Linked DNA regions of Rattus norvegicus: region 2 is linked to region 1. Evidence: chromatin contacts called from public Hi-C data. All regions are on one chromosome and are shown on one strand. The core of a region is the stretch at or near the end of the contact, and the rest is flanking DNA. Distances in the headings are between cores, read along the strand shown.

Region 1 (6,106 bases), core at 2,382-4,881:
TGGAGTTCTCCATTCTCCCAGGCTGGGCTCATTGTCATCTTCAGCCTGTGGGGCCCCCAACTCTGTTCCCAACTACCTGCGACCTGGCAGTGCCTGGATGTCCAGGAGTTTGAGAGCCCCTGGCCATCACAGGGGTTCCTCATCACAGGCCTGGGGACTCCTGACCTTCTGTTCCCAACTCCTCCATGAAGTTTTCCAGCAGTGACTGGGTGTCGGGGAGTCAGGGAACCCCAGCTTTGGCCTCCCACATTCTAGGCTGCATTTTCTTACCCCCTTGAGTGGTATATCTGTGCTTCACTGGAGCCCAGCACCTAACAGCGTTGGCACAGGGTAAAAGCAATCCAAACACCCCGACCTTTCCACACCCTGTGGGATGTGGGCCCACAGAGCGCCATAAAATAGGGGCTTCAAGAACATTTTTTTTTCTCCCAGTACTAGAGGCTGAGAATCCATGATTGAGGGGTTTCAGGTAAGAGGCAATCCTGTCAGACCAGAGCCTAATAATGAAGATATCATTTAATACCAACCATTTCCTTAGGAGTAATAGAGTCACATTAGGAAGCAGGACTGTGTATAAAGAACCCTTAGCACAGTAAACATAAAATCTTCAATGTATGGTTTTGGTTGTCTCTGGACACACAGTGAGCAGACAACAGGATGGAGACCATTCATGCAGGTGTCTTGTTATACAACCTCCCTGTAATAAGAAACATAAGTAGTAGTTTGGTAAAGCAAAGAGGTTTAATAGCCGTAGGGAATGAGGACCTGAGAGTATTTATAGATGAGAGAAAAGTAGCAATGTGGTCACAAGCTCTTTCCCAGTGAACTCTGCCAAGTTTCTTGAAAATGAACAATTTAGTTAAGGACTGGTATCAGGGGACTGTTATGTTATGAGAAGACTTCAGGGCATAGCATCTATGATAGTGTAATATAAACAGGATTTTATTGTTTTCTGGGCATACCTTTTATTTTCACTCTTTTTATGTAAATGATTCAAATTTACTTTTTGGAGACAGAGCCTCACTTTGTAAGTGAAGCTGGTCTTGAACTCCCAACCCTCCCACCTCATTCTTCTGAGTGTCAGCATTTCAGATATGTATGTCATGGCAGCTTACTTCCCTTCTTTGTTCTAATTGTTGATAGTGCAACAGGCCCTGGCATTCAAAAGTAGCGTGCTGGAATTTTACAAGCTTGCGTTATACCGTAGGGTGAGTTTAATGATGAGGCTAAAACTGGACACAGCACAGTATGTGTGTTTCAGGAGTATGAGGGGTGTAAACATCTTTACTGCCCCATTGTTGATGTGTATGTGTGAGTGGGTCAGTGGTGTGTATATATGTGTGAGTGGGTCAGTGGCGTGTATTTATATGTGAGTGGGTCAGTGGTGTGTATGTGTGAGTGGGTCAGTGGTGTGTATGTGTGAGTGGGTCAGTGGTGTGTATGTATGTGTGAGTGAGTCAGTGGTGTGTATGTATGTGTGAGTGAGTCAGTGGTGTGTATGTATGTGTGAGTGGGTCAGTGGTGTGTATGTATGTGTGAGTGGGTCAGTGGTGTGTATGTATGTGTGAGTGGGTCAGTGGTGTGTATATATGTGTGAGTGGGTCAGTGATGTGTGTGTGTGTGTGTGTGTGTGTGAGTGGGTCAGTGGTGTGTATGTATGTGTGAGTGGGTCAGTGATGTGTGTGTGTGTGTGTGTGAGTCAGTGATGTGTATGTATGTGTGAGTGAGTCAGTGGTGTGTATATATGTGTGAGTGGGTCAGTGGTGTGTATATATGTGTGAATGGGTCAGTGATGTGTGTGTGTGTGTGAATGGGTCAGTGAGAACTAGGACCATACATGGGCCACGCTCCTTAAGTCTCTTATCTAGTTCTGTGTTCAGGTCCTGTGGAGGTCTTGTCTTCTTGAAACCAGCCAGTCCATCTTAAATACCCGTCCTTATGTATGCCGCTCTCTCTGTGCCTTGCCCACCTAACACCTATTTGTCTTTTGTGATTTCCAGGATACATCCCCAAGACCATTTCTTGCTGTTATTCCTGTCAGAGAGCACAGATCATCTGTAGTGTCTGAGTGTTTATACGTTTGTCTTGCTGTGTTGTTTCTACGTTGTGGGTGCCACGAGGATAGGAAGTGAATATATCTCACTCTTTTGCCTATGTCAGTGGCCCTGGTAGTAGCTCATCAAATCAGATAGATCACAGCAAGATTAAGCAGTGTTTTTAGGTCAAACTTAGCATAACCCCATATTTCACAGCTGAATGAGCAGGACTCAGAGCCTGACAGTTCTTCTCATCCATGAACTAGCTGCAGCATAGGAACTAGAATTTAAGTTCCTTGGTTTCTATGGTCATGTCACCTTCACAAAATCATGTTCTGTGTGTCCTTGGACCACTTATGATCAACCCAGAAGATATTTTTTAAAAATGTAACTTACGTATGTAGAGATGTATACAATTTATGGGTCTATAACTTGACAAATTTTGTACATGTTAAGGCAAGTTCTAATGATACATAATGATTGTGTGCACGCACACACACATATGCCGGTAGTGTAAGCTGCCTCATTATTGATATCTATGATATATATCATATATATATATATATATATATACATGTGTGTGTGTGTGTGTGTGTGTGTGTGATATATATCAGTTCTTGTTTTTTGATGAAACACACACCTTCACAAGCAAAGCTATCCACATAGACTGCCATTCTGAGACTTCCACATAGGATGGCCCCATTCCCCTGGTTGGTAAGTGAAACTGTGCTCACCAGGTCAGAGCAGTTAACCTTTTATTTTGTCATTGTGGCTGTCTTGGCTGATGAGTCAGTGCACTGCCCCACAGTCCTAGAATCCCAGTCACCTTCCATGGCGGGGCACTGGTGGGACCAGCTCTCCCTTTTAAATAGGGTGTACTGCATCTGGAGCTACTTGTCACTCTAACCAGAGTTTCTAGGAGAGACAGCCCTAGAGGTTTCCAAGTGCTCTGGGCAAGCCCTTGGGCGGTCTGGTGCAAGGTTCACAAATGCCTCTCCCCCCTTTGGTACACTCCGTTGTGATAGAACTTTGTCCTCCCCGCCTCCCACTTTTCTGCTCTTTGGATCTGCCTTGGTGAAAGTGCATTAGCAAATGCCAAAGAGAAGCTGGACAGCACCCGTGCAAAGGGAGTCTTACCCATGAACAGCAGGTGCCAGAGGCTGGACTGATCCCTGTGGGGTTAGTCCATGTGGAGCAGAGGCAGACGATTGCAGCTGAGGGTCCTTCAACTGAACAGCGTGTCACCCAGCTGAGTGAAAAGGAGACAGATGTTCAGTGCACACCAGCTAGCCACGGGGATGAGCCAGCTAATCATCAGAACATCTGAGCTCAACTATGGAAAAATGGGAAAGTTTGTTATGTAGCAACAAACCTTAAGTCTGTGTCTATGTGTCTCCAGTGTCTCGAATTCTCTAGGTCTCTTTCCATTGTCTTTGTTTGCGTAGCCATATCTCTTTGCATACTTGATTATTTGTCTTATACACCAGATGTTACTGAAATAAAATTATGACTATTTCAGGGCACCATAATGAAGAAACAGAAGGGACACCTGAATGGAAATGGTTCTCCCTCTCCTTGTCTGATTTTGACCTCTCCCTGGTTGACACCCAGGAATTTCGACATAACTGACAAGGTTATCTGTATCCCCGGTTCAGACAAACTCCCCAACTGAGGCTGTGAATGATTTGTCAGCTATGCTTTCTGCTTAACCTACTGGCCACCTATTTATCACTAAAACCCCTTTGAGTGATTTATGTCCACTAGGACTCCCTTCTCCACCCTGAGACGGTGAGCGTAAAAGTCTTTCTTCAAGGCTAAAACTGAGAATAAGAAAAACACTTTTCCTAAAACCTCAACTTAGTTCAGATACTATTAAAGCCCCCAAGCATGCAGCTTGCTCCTGCTGGGACACTCAATCCATTGTCTTCTAACATCCACACATGGCTTTCTTCATATAGGTCTTGTCTTTCTGCTTTATCAATAAATTTTCTAAGTTTGATCCATTCCAAACAATCTTGAGGTTTGTTACTGGGAAGATTAGCTGTACCCAAGTAGCAGCCTTACCGGACTCCAGGCTTGTCAAGCCACACTATAGGCTACCGTTAGCTGCATTCCCTGCTTCTGGTGGCAGTCAGAGGTTGGGGATTATATAATCTTCCTTTGGAGAGACTTATACTTTCCTAGGAAGGCACGCGGGCATACTTGAAATAAGAAATAATATATGATCACCCAGCTCTGTTTGGGTGATTGCTGTGATTTGAAGCTGAAACAAAGCTTCAACTGTTTCTTTTCTTTCTTTCTTTTTTTTTTCCGGAGCTGGGGACCGAACCCAGGGCCTTGCGCTTGCTAGGCAGGCACTCTACCACTGAGCTAAATCCCCAACCCCTCTTTCCCACTCTTGATTGGAGTTCACTCTCATTTTCTGTTCTAAGCCCACTCAAAATTATAAGAGATTTTGTATAGATCCTCAGTTGCCATTTTAAAAATCCATATATATCTCAGATAGAAAGCACAGGTGCACTTCCCTGGATCTAGATTTTCCTTCTGTGGTAGTTTGAGTGAAAATAGCCTTGCAGGGACTGTCACTCTTGGGAGGTATGGTCTTGTGGAAATAGGTGTGGTCTTGGAGGAGTTGTATCAGTGGTGGTGGTAGTGGTGGTGGGGCTTTGACGCTTCAGAAGCTCAAACAAAGCCTCCCATTTTAGTCTCTTCCTGTTGCTTGTCGATGGGAATATAGAACTCTCAGCTCCCTCTCCAGCACCATGTCTGCCTGTAGGCTGCCATGTTTCCCGCCATGACAATAATGGATTCAACCTCTGAATTGTAAGCCAGCCCCAACTAAACGTTTTCCTTTATGAGGGTTGCCGTGGCCATGGGGCCTCTTCCCAGCAATAGAGACCCCAGTTAAGACATCTTCTTTGGGGGCTGGGGATTTAGCTCAGTGGTAGAGCGCTTACCTAGGAAGCTGGGGTTCGGTCCCCAGCTCTGGGAAAAAAAGAAAAAAAAAAAAGAAAAAGAAAGACATCTTCTTTGTATAAGTTGCTTTGGTCATGTCGTTTTATCACAGCGACAGAAAGTAACTAATGAAAAGGGCATAACCCATCACGCTTGGCCAACTGAACTCCCAGTTTCACTCCTCTGCTGATTCCATTGGGATATTCTGGAAAGGAATGCAAAGCTCTCGTTTAAACATCCCTTGCAACAAATCTCTTCTCTTTAGTGCCCAAATCTATATGCCACATGCTATTTTATAGCTCTCAGAACATTTTGATTGGGATTTTATATATTAACTAATAAGATATATTTATTTTTATTTTATGTGTAGATTTTTTTCTGCATGTAGGCATGCACATCATATGTGTGCCTGGGGCTGTGGAGGCCAGTAGAGGGCTTCTGATCCGTGGAACTGGAGCTACAGAAAGTTATGAACATCTATATGGGTTCCATGGGGAATCAAACCCAGGACCTCTGGAAGAGCAACCAGTGCTCCTAAACATTGAGCCATTTCTCCAGCCCCTGATGAGGAGAGTACAATGAATGTAGAGTTTACTCATTAGGACAAGAACAAAGAGTTCATCTCATTGTTTTCCCTTAAGATATATTTTTTATTTTGCTGCTACGATGTTTGTTTGTTTAATTTTTTGCTTCCATGCATGTCTGTATGTGGAGAAAGCCACACGTGGAATTTCAGCTTGTTTTGGGTGTGGGAGCTAAGATTCAATCCCAGGCCCTCTATAAGAGCAGTGTCCTTAACCACCAAGCCACCTCCCCAGCCCCAAGCATTCCTTGTGTGACTATCACTACTCACCAGTTCTTCTGTTCATGAGTATTTGGTCATCTTCAATTCGAGGGCTATTATAGGCCGGGCTGGGAGCTTTCTCATACTTCACTTTGGTATGTATACATTTACTACTGTTGTTACTTTAGTTACAGGAAGAGTCCACAGTCACTAACATCTCTGTCTCAGTTCTTCTGGGATGCAGTAACAAAGAGAAACACACTAGGCAGCTTATATAACATGGGCACTACTTTCTCTCTATTCTGTAAAGTGATTCTATCCAAAATTCGGC
Region 2 (6,286 bases), core at 1,237-3,736, 42 kb after region 1:
ACACAGCCTGCACAGGGCCTGAAGGACCTCTGCAAGGGTCCTCTGGGTATAAATTATGACTTCCAGAATGTGAGAACAAGGGGGTCTTTGACTCCTTGTGCCTTTTCCTGGTCTTTATGTTATTTTTATCATCCCTTAGATGCTTGTTCTTTTTTAATGAGAGACAGAGAGGGAGTGGATCTGGATGGGAGGGGAGGTGGGAAGGAACTGGGAGGAGCAAGGGGGGCAGACCGACTGTAACCAGGTTGTATTATAGGAGGGGAAAAAATCTACTTTCAATAAAAGGAGGAGGCATGAAAATATTTAATTCAAATTGCACAGATGCTGCACTGAGTGAATTAATAAGCAGTACCGGGTGTGAGGCTAAAGGCAAGCAATTTAATAAGGTGACCCTATAGCCTAAACCCTCATTCAAACCCTTATTCAAATAAGCTACTTTAACTGTGCTTGTAGTTGGGCAGAAGACCAAAGTAACTCACTCATTTTACTGATTTGACTCGGAAGTCTAAAATGAAAATCTCCAGTGAGCTATTTTTAGTTTAAAACAGATCTTGCCCTAAAAACTAATCACCACTGAGGAGATAATGCAAGACAACTTAAACTGTCTCAGGTAGAACAATTACTTTCATTAAAAAAAAATCTCAGAAATATTAACATTATTCCCACCTACAACTTTAGAAAATGAACTCGTTGGTAGAGGTCTAGATTAGAGAGAGGCATATAAATGAGGTTGTAAGGCTTTTTTTTTTTAAGGGCTTCAGTACTGGCAACAGTATAACCACACAAATGTAACCTATCATTTAAAATACAGAAGATCAAGTCAAGTTTCAGACATGAAACAGGTGAGGATATTAATTTGTAAAGCTGGTTGTAAAAGGGAAAAAACATTATCTCTGTGGGTACTTTTAAAAAAGCTTTCAGAGGCAGACATTAACGATTCTATTAATTTAGCTGTGCGGGTGTAAATGTAGGCTCTAAACGAACAGGTGGAACAAGGGAATGAGAGCTTGCACTTTGGCTTGTGGTTTGCTTCTCCTCCCTACTCCCCAGGAGCACAGGTAACTCTTTAAATAAAATGCTGGCACTGAAGAGAACTAACAAAGCTCTTGAGTGTCCTCGATGAGTCCTCGTGGTCGCGCTTAGGTAATAAACAACAACCAGACCAAACCAAACCAAACCCCAAACAGCAGCCACAATTTCAGAGTTCTCCCCAAGTCTGGGAGGCTGCGAGAAGGCGTGGCTTGCAGGATTTTTTCCGCACTCGAGTGAAGCAGGCAGTATCCGCTTCCCCTGTGTAAGCGCACTCTCAAGAGAGCTCCCAGATCTTGGGCACTGGGTCCATTCCTAACCATGCTTGTTGCTGGAAACCGTCCGTGTCCTTCCTCCACAATCTACACGGTCAGCTTCCCAGTTTTAGTTAAGCTGTCCAGCCTTACAGAGCACACCCCTGCAGGGGACGCGGCGGCACTCGGTTGAAAGAGCTGGGATGCTTCTAACCCGCAGCAAGTGCCAACTTAATCTACAGTCAGTGCTCTGGCAAACATCAACCCTAGTTGCTAGTTCCCAAAATGGACAGGTGGGCGGTTAACAATAGGCACACACACCCACACACACACACACACACACACACACACAGAGAGAGAGAGAGAGAGAGAGAGAGAGAGAGAGAGAGAGAGAGAGAGTGTTAGAGAGACAGACACATGGAGAAGGAGACAGAAAGAAGGAAAGCAGTGATATGCCATTCGCTTCTCAGGGCCTTCAAGTGCGCTGGAGGGCACTGGAACTCTGGAAGGTTCCTTGGCAGATTTGCGGATGGTGGTTGGACTTACCTTACAGGGAAACAGAACTGCCGAGGCGACCTTCTCCATAGCCAGGTTCCTGATGCTGGGCGTTAGGGCGCCCCTGCACGTCGGGCAGCAGCTCAACTTCTGGCGGCATTGGTTACACACCAGGTGCCCGGCCTGGCACTGCAGAATGGGGGGCAGGACATAGTCAAAACAGACCGGGCACTCGAAGAGCGAGGTCAGCTCGTGGTGCTGCGGGGACACTGGGCCGGCCCCGCCGCCGGCGCCGGGGCCTGAGATCACCGCTGCCGCGGCGGGCACCGCGGACGAGCCGGGGCCCGCAGCCGAGATGGTGGCGGCAGCCGGGGGCGCAGCCGGGGACGGGGCGTGCGGGGTCTGAGGCGGCGGCGGCTGCTTGCTGCAGGGTTTGTTAGCGCTGGGGCCGGTGGAGGACGGGCGGCTCATCGCGCTCCGAGCCCACCATGGACCTGCGGGCTTCTGCCTGCCGCGGGGCCGCCCGGGTTAAGGCGGTGCGCGCCCCGCGGGTGGCGGGCTCCGGGGTAACGCCACGGCGCCCAGTCCGGGGACCGGGCGCGGACCCGACCAGCACCGGGAGGGCGGGGACGCGACCGCGCCGATCCTCTCGGCGGCGCCCGGAGTGGTCGACGCTCTCGGGGATCGCGGCCGTGCGGTGCCCTCCTCCGGAGGCGTTCTGGTGCGCAAAGCCCTGGCCCACCCGCTTCAGGAGCCGCAGCTGACGCAAGCCCCGGGGGCGCGCGCGGACGTGACGCTAAGACACGTGTGCGGCCGACCCGGCACTCTGGGACTGGCAGAGCCACCCTGCGGCCCGCGCAGCTCCGCCCGGCCCAGCTGGCAGCGCCGGAGCGGTTTCCCGCTGGGAACACTTGACTCGGTCGGTCGCCGCCGCGCGGGGTCGCTTCTCGGCGGTGGCGGAAGCCAGCCGGCAGCGCAGGGAGAGGACGCAGCCCAAGTCTTCCGACTCTTCCCAGGGGACCTACACCGACGCGCACAGGACTCCAGCCAGAAGGGCAACTGCTGGCCCGGCGTGGGCGTGGACGGCGCGCGAGTGCGCCAGGGGTGGGGCGGGGCAGGGGCGGGGCTCGGAATCCCCACGTTTCTTTTAGGGTTGAGTCATTGACGCGCCGGAGAAGCTTGCGATCTTGCTGCTCAGCCCGTAGCTTGACACGCGGGGGCGGGACCCGGAGTCGGGCGGGAGCCGCGCGAAGGCCTCGGGTGTGGCCGGGCAGTTAGGTATGAGGGTAGACTCTCCAGTGGTCCTGCCCTTAAGGCTAGGAGGTAAACCCGCGGTTTTCCTTCAAAAGCCCACTGGCGAAAGCTTCTTGGAATTATTTGGCCGCCTCCGGTCCAAGAGAACCCGGACCTCTTGGAGATCTCTGGCTCGGTGGAGAATTAAAATCTCCAAGGAATACCATACACGTGGGTTGGGTTTGTGAGGCCCAAAATGACAGGAGACCCTCTACTATCTGAGTCCTTAATATCTAGTCCTGGTCCAAGCCTTAGGCTTTGAAGCTTACCTGGGGCTTTAAGAGGAAGGTAAAGGATTGTGAGTTCAACGTACCTGTTACCAACCCTCCTCAGCTTGACAGGATTGGTGCTGGATTCCTCCTGAGTCTTCTTTATACACCCCGACATGTGGACTGTCTCAGAGGTGTAAAGTAAGATGTAGACTTAGAGGTGTAGAATAAAGGGCACCTACAGGGGCTGGAGAGATGCCTCAACGTACTATTCTTAGAGGACCAAACTTTGGTTTCCAGAACCTACAATCGCCCATAACCTCAGCTCCAGGGGATCTGATGCCGTTTGGCACCAGTATACATCGTATACACACATGCCCATAAATAAAAATTAAACCTTAAGGGGGTGTTGGGGTGGGGCAGGGGGCATCTACACCCCACCTTCCGATCAAGCAACAAGAGAATTCTACAAGGGTTCCCCTAGTCTCCAGGCAGTCACCATTCAGAACCCATCGAGGTCAGAGAGGAGCCAGAGAGCTTGGAGCAAGCCGTATTTTGATATAATGGATATATCCTGCTTGGACAAAAGTTTTGTGCTTGAACTGATGACACTGAAATTGGTAAAGCTTTACTCTTTGTAGGTAAAACAGATTAGTCAGGACAGGGTGAAACAGTGCCCTGTGACTTTCAGCAAAATTCTTTTAATCTTCTGATTTAGTTTGTAGGACTGTCTGTTTACACAGGTGGAGGTCAGAGGACAGGTTTGTGGGAGTCTGCTTTCTCAAGTTGGCTGGCTTGATGGCAGGCACCCCTACCCTCTAAGCCATCTTCTTGGCTCCAATCTCCTATCCTGTAAAAGTGAATTTAAACAATTCCATCGGGTTTCCTATATGCTATTCTTGTAGAACATTATCCACCATAACCACCTTGTAAATGATAGCCGTAGATTAAAAAAATACAGTGAATATTCATTATTAGTGAGAGTCAGTGACTAGAATCTGTCCATGATACATGCCACTCAAAAGAAAAAGTTAAATTTTTATAAAGAATCTAGAAAGACTTCATGAGTGAATGGGTTATCTAAAGCTGCAGAGACCTTACCAGGTATAAGTGCTATTTAGTAGCCTGCAAAAATTCCCTAGCATTTGCATATGCCAGCCACTGCTCAAGCTCTGAGAATGATACTCGGTTTACATTTTAGGAAGGAAGCAGAAGTGATAAACCATTTAGGGAAAAGGGCTTCAGAGGTTTGGGAAGTACCCAGGCTGCAGGACTATAAACCCAGCATCTTGGGGTTGGAAGAATGCCAAATTCAAGGGCTACCTGAGTTACCGAGTGGCTTCAAGGCCAGCATAAACGACTTAGCAATACTGTCCCCAGTTGAAAGGCTAGGAGTGTAGCTTAGTGGTATGGTGCCTGTCTGCCTTATGCAAGGTCTTAGGTTCAATTCCCAGGAATGCCAAAAGGAAAAGAAGACAGTGGGTTCGTGGGTGGAAAGATGATGTGAAAGGTGAGGGTATTACAGATGGACTGGGGCTGGGTGTGTGTAGCAGGAGTGTTACACTAGCTGTGTATGTAACTAGCAGATGAACAGCCACTAAATGAAGAGAATAAGGCATCTGCCTCCGGATTCAGGAGTCACTGAGGAATTGTTTTCAGCCCTGTGACATACTGAACTTGAACCCGTTAGATTGGTGCTAGGGAGACTAAATAATTACTGAGTGCCCACACAGTAAATGGGTTTTTAGACTTTCAGGCACCTCATAGGGTGGATAACTGAGGTTCTAGTCAAGGAAACATGGACGTAGGGAGTTTAGTTTGCTCAGAGTCGTAGAGCTGAGAAGGCTGGAACCTGCTCCAGAGCCCTTATCTGACTCCTACTTTGCTAAGATGAGGTGATCAACCCACTCACTAGAGTCCGAAAGCAGCTCCAGGGACCGTAATGAAGTGCTGGCAGTCATCGTTGATTCTTAGCTGGTCTGAAAAGGAAAGGTGGTATTCTGTTTATTTCATGGTCACCTCTGTTGGGCACAAGAAAATGGTAGGATATAAAAGCACCCACAGTCTCATCTTTATTGAAATATATATATATATATATATATATATATATATATATATATATATATATATATATTCCAATCAAGTTACAACCCTAGCAGTTGGAATTTATGACAGACTGCATTCCCTTGAGTCTGACCTCTGACCTCTGTCAGAGACTCCCCATTTTCAGAATGTGATAATGTTTGCTCCAGAAGTGGGGTCTTTGCCTTGGCTCTATTAACAAGTTCTGTCAGGCCCTGTTATTTCAAAATGAAGTATGGCTTCAGAGGCTGTTGAAAAAAGAAAGCCTTAAAACCAAAACCAAAACAAACAAACAAACAAACAAAAAAACCCAGGAAAAACAATTCTTCGATAAGAGAACTTGGTTACTAAAACTACAACTCTTACCCTGGTAGATGAATCACCTGGTATAGAGAATCGTTTTCTTCTAAAGCACTCACTCCTGATTAAATCGACCAGGGTAGTTAAAAACAAGAGCAGATGAGAAGTACCTGGGCAGTTGCTGACAGTAAAGAGGACAGGCCTGGTGGCATATCAGTAACCTCCCATGCTGCTAGACTGGGCTTTCCAGCCTCACGGCTCCTCCCTAAGGGGCTTGGACAAGAGAGGTGGCCTTTCCACTTTGTGAGCCTGAACTACTCTCTTACTCAGAGAACATTTAGCTCAAAGCCTCTACTTAGTGAGTGTTCAGATGTACACTGTGTGAAGAATTGACTTCTTTTGAGATTTATTCGCCCTGGGGAATGTTGGTGTTCCTGGGCTCAGGCTTAATGGGTGACTTTTGGGCTTCAGGGAGATGGGGTGAGCCCTTTTGTAATCTCTTGATTCATGACTCATTTTCCACATCTGGATGAGAGGTTAACCTCTTCCTGCCCACCTACTGAATTTTAGATGGCCTGTCAAGCAGATGGCTCTCTTTACACACCCCCTGCTCTGTGCTTTTAT

What was found. A called contact is a pair of places that touch in the nucleus more often than the background predicts.
Region 2: a contact with region 1 is called in a Hi-C map of liver, with 4 times the contacts expected there. The contact joins the promoter of Siah2 here to the enhancer-like site in region 1. A contact is called at or near these places in 3 of 12 Hi-C or Micro-C datasets (Schwann cells, kidney and liver).

The regions. Positions count from the first base shown.
Region 1 is chr2:145,036,215-145,042,320 of GRCr8, forward strand. No RefSeq gene overlaps it. Among named protein-coding and RNA genes, the nearest start is that of Erich6, 11 kb to the left of the region's middle. Within about 2 kb of position 3,632, at least 4 of the 93 cell types and tissues checked have an H3K27ac peak or open chromatin away from gene starts, as enhancers often do. A contact at or near this core is called in kidney and liver, where this site is marked.
Region 2 is chr2:145,079,189-145,085,474 of GRCr8, forward strand. Siah2 (siah E3 ubiquitin protein ligase 2) reads right to left here and starts at 2,487. Exons shown (of 2, transcript NM_134457.2): 1 at 1,830-2,487. The coding sequence starts at 2,249. LOC134485621 (a long non-coding RNA gene) reads left to right here. Exons shown (of 2, transcript XR_010063819.1): 2 at 1-300.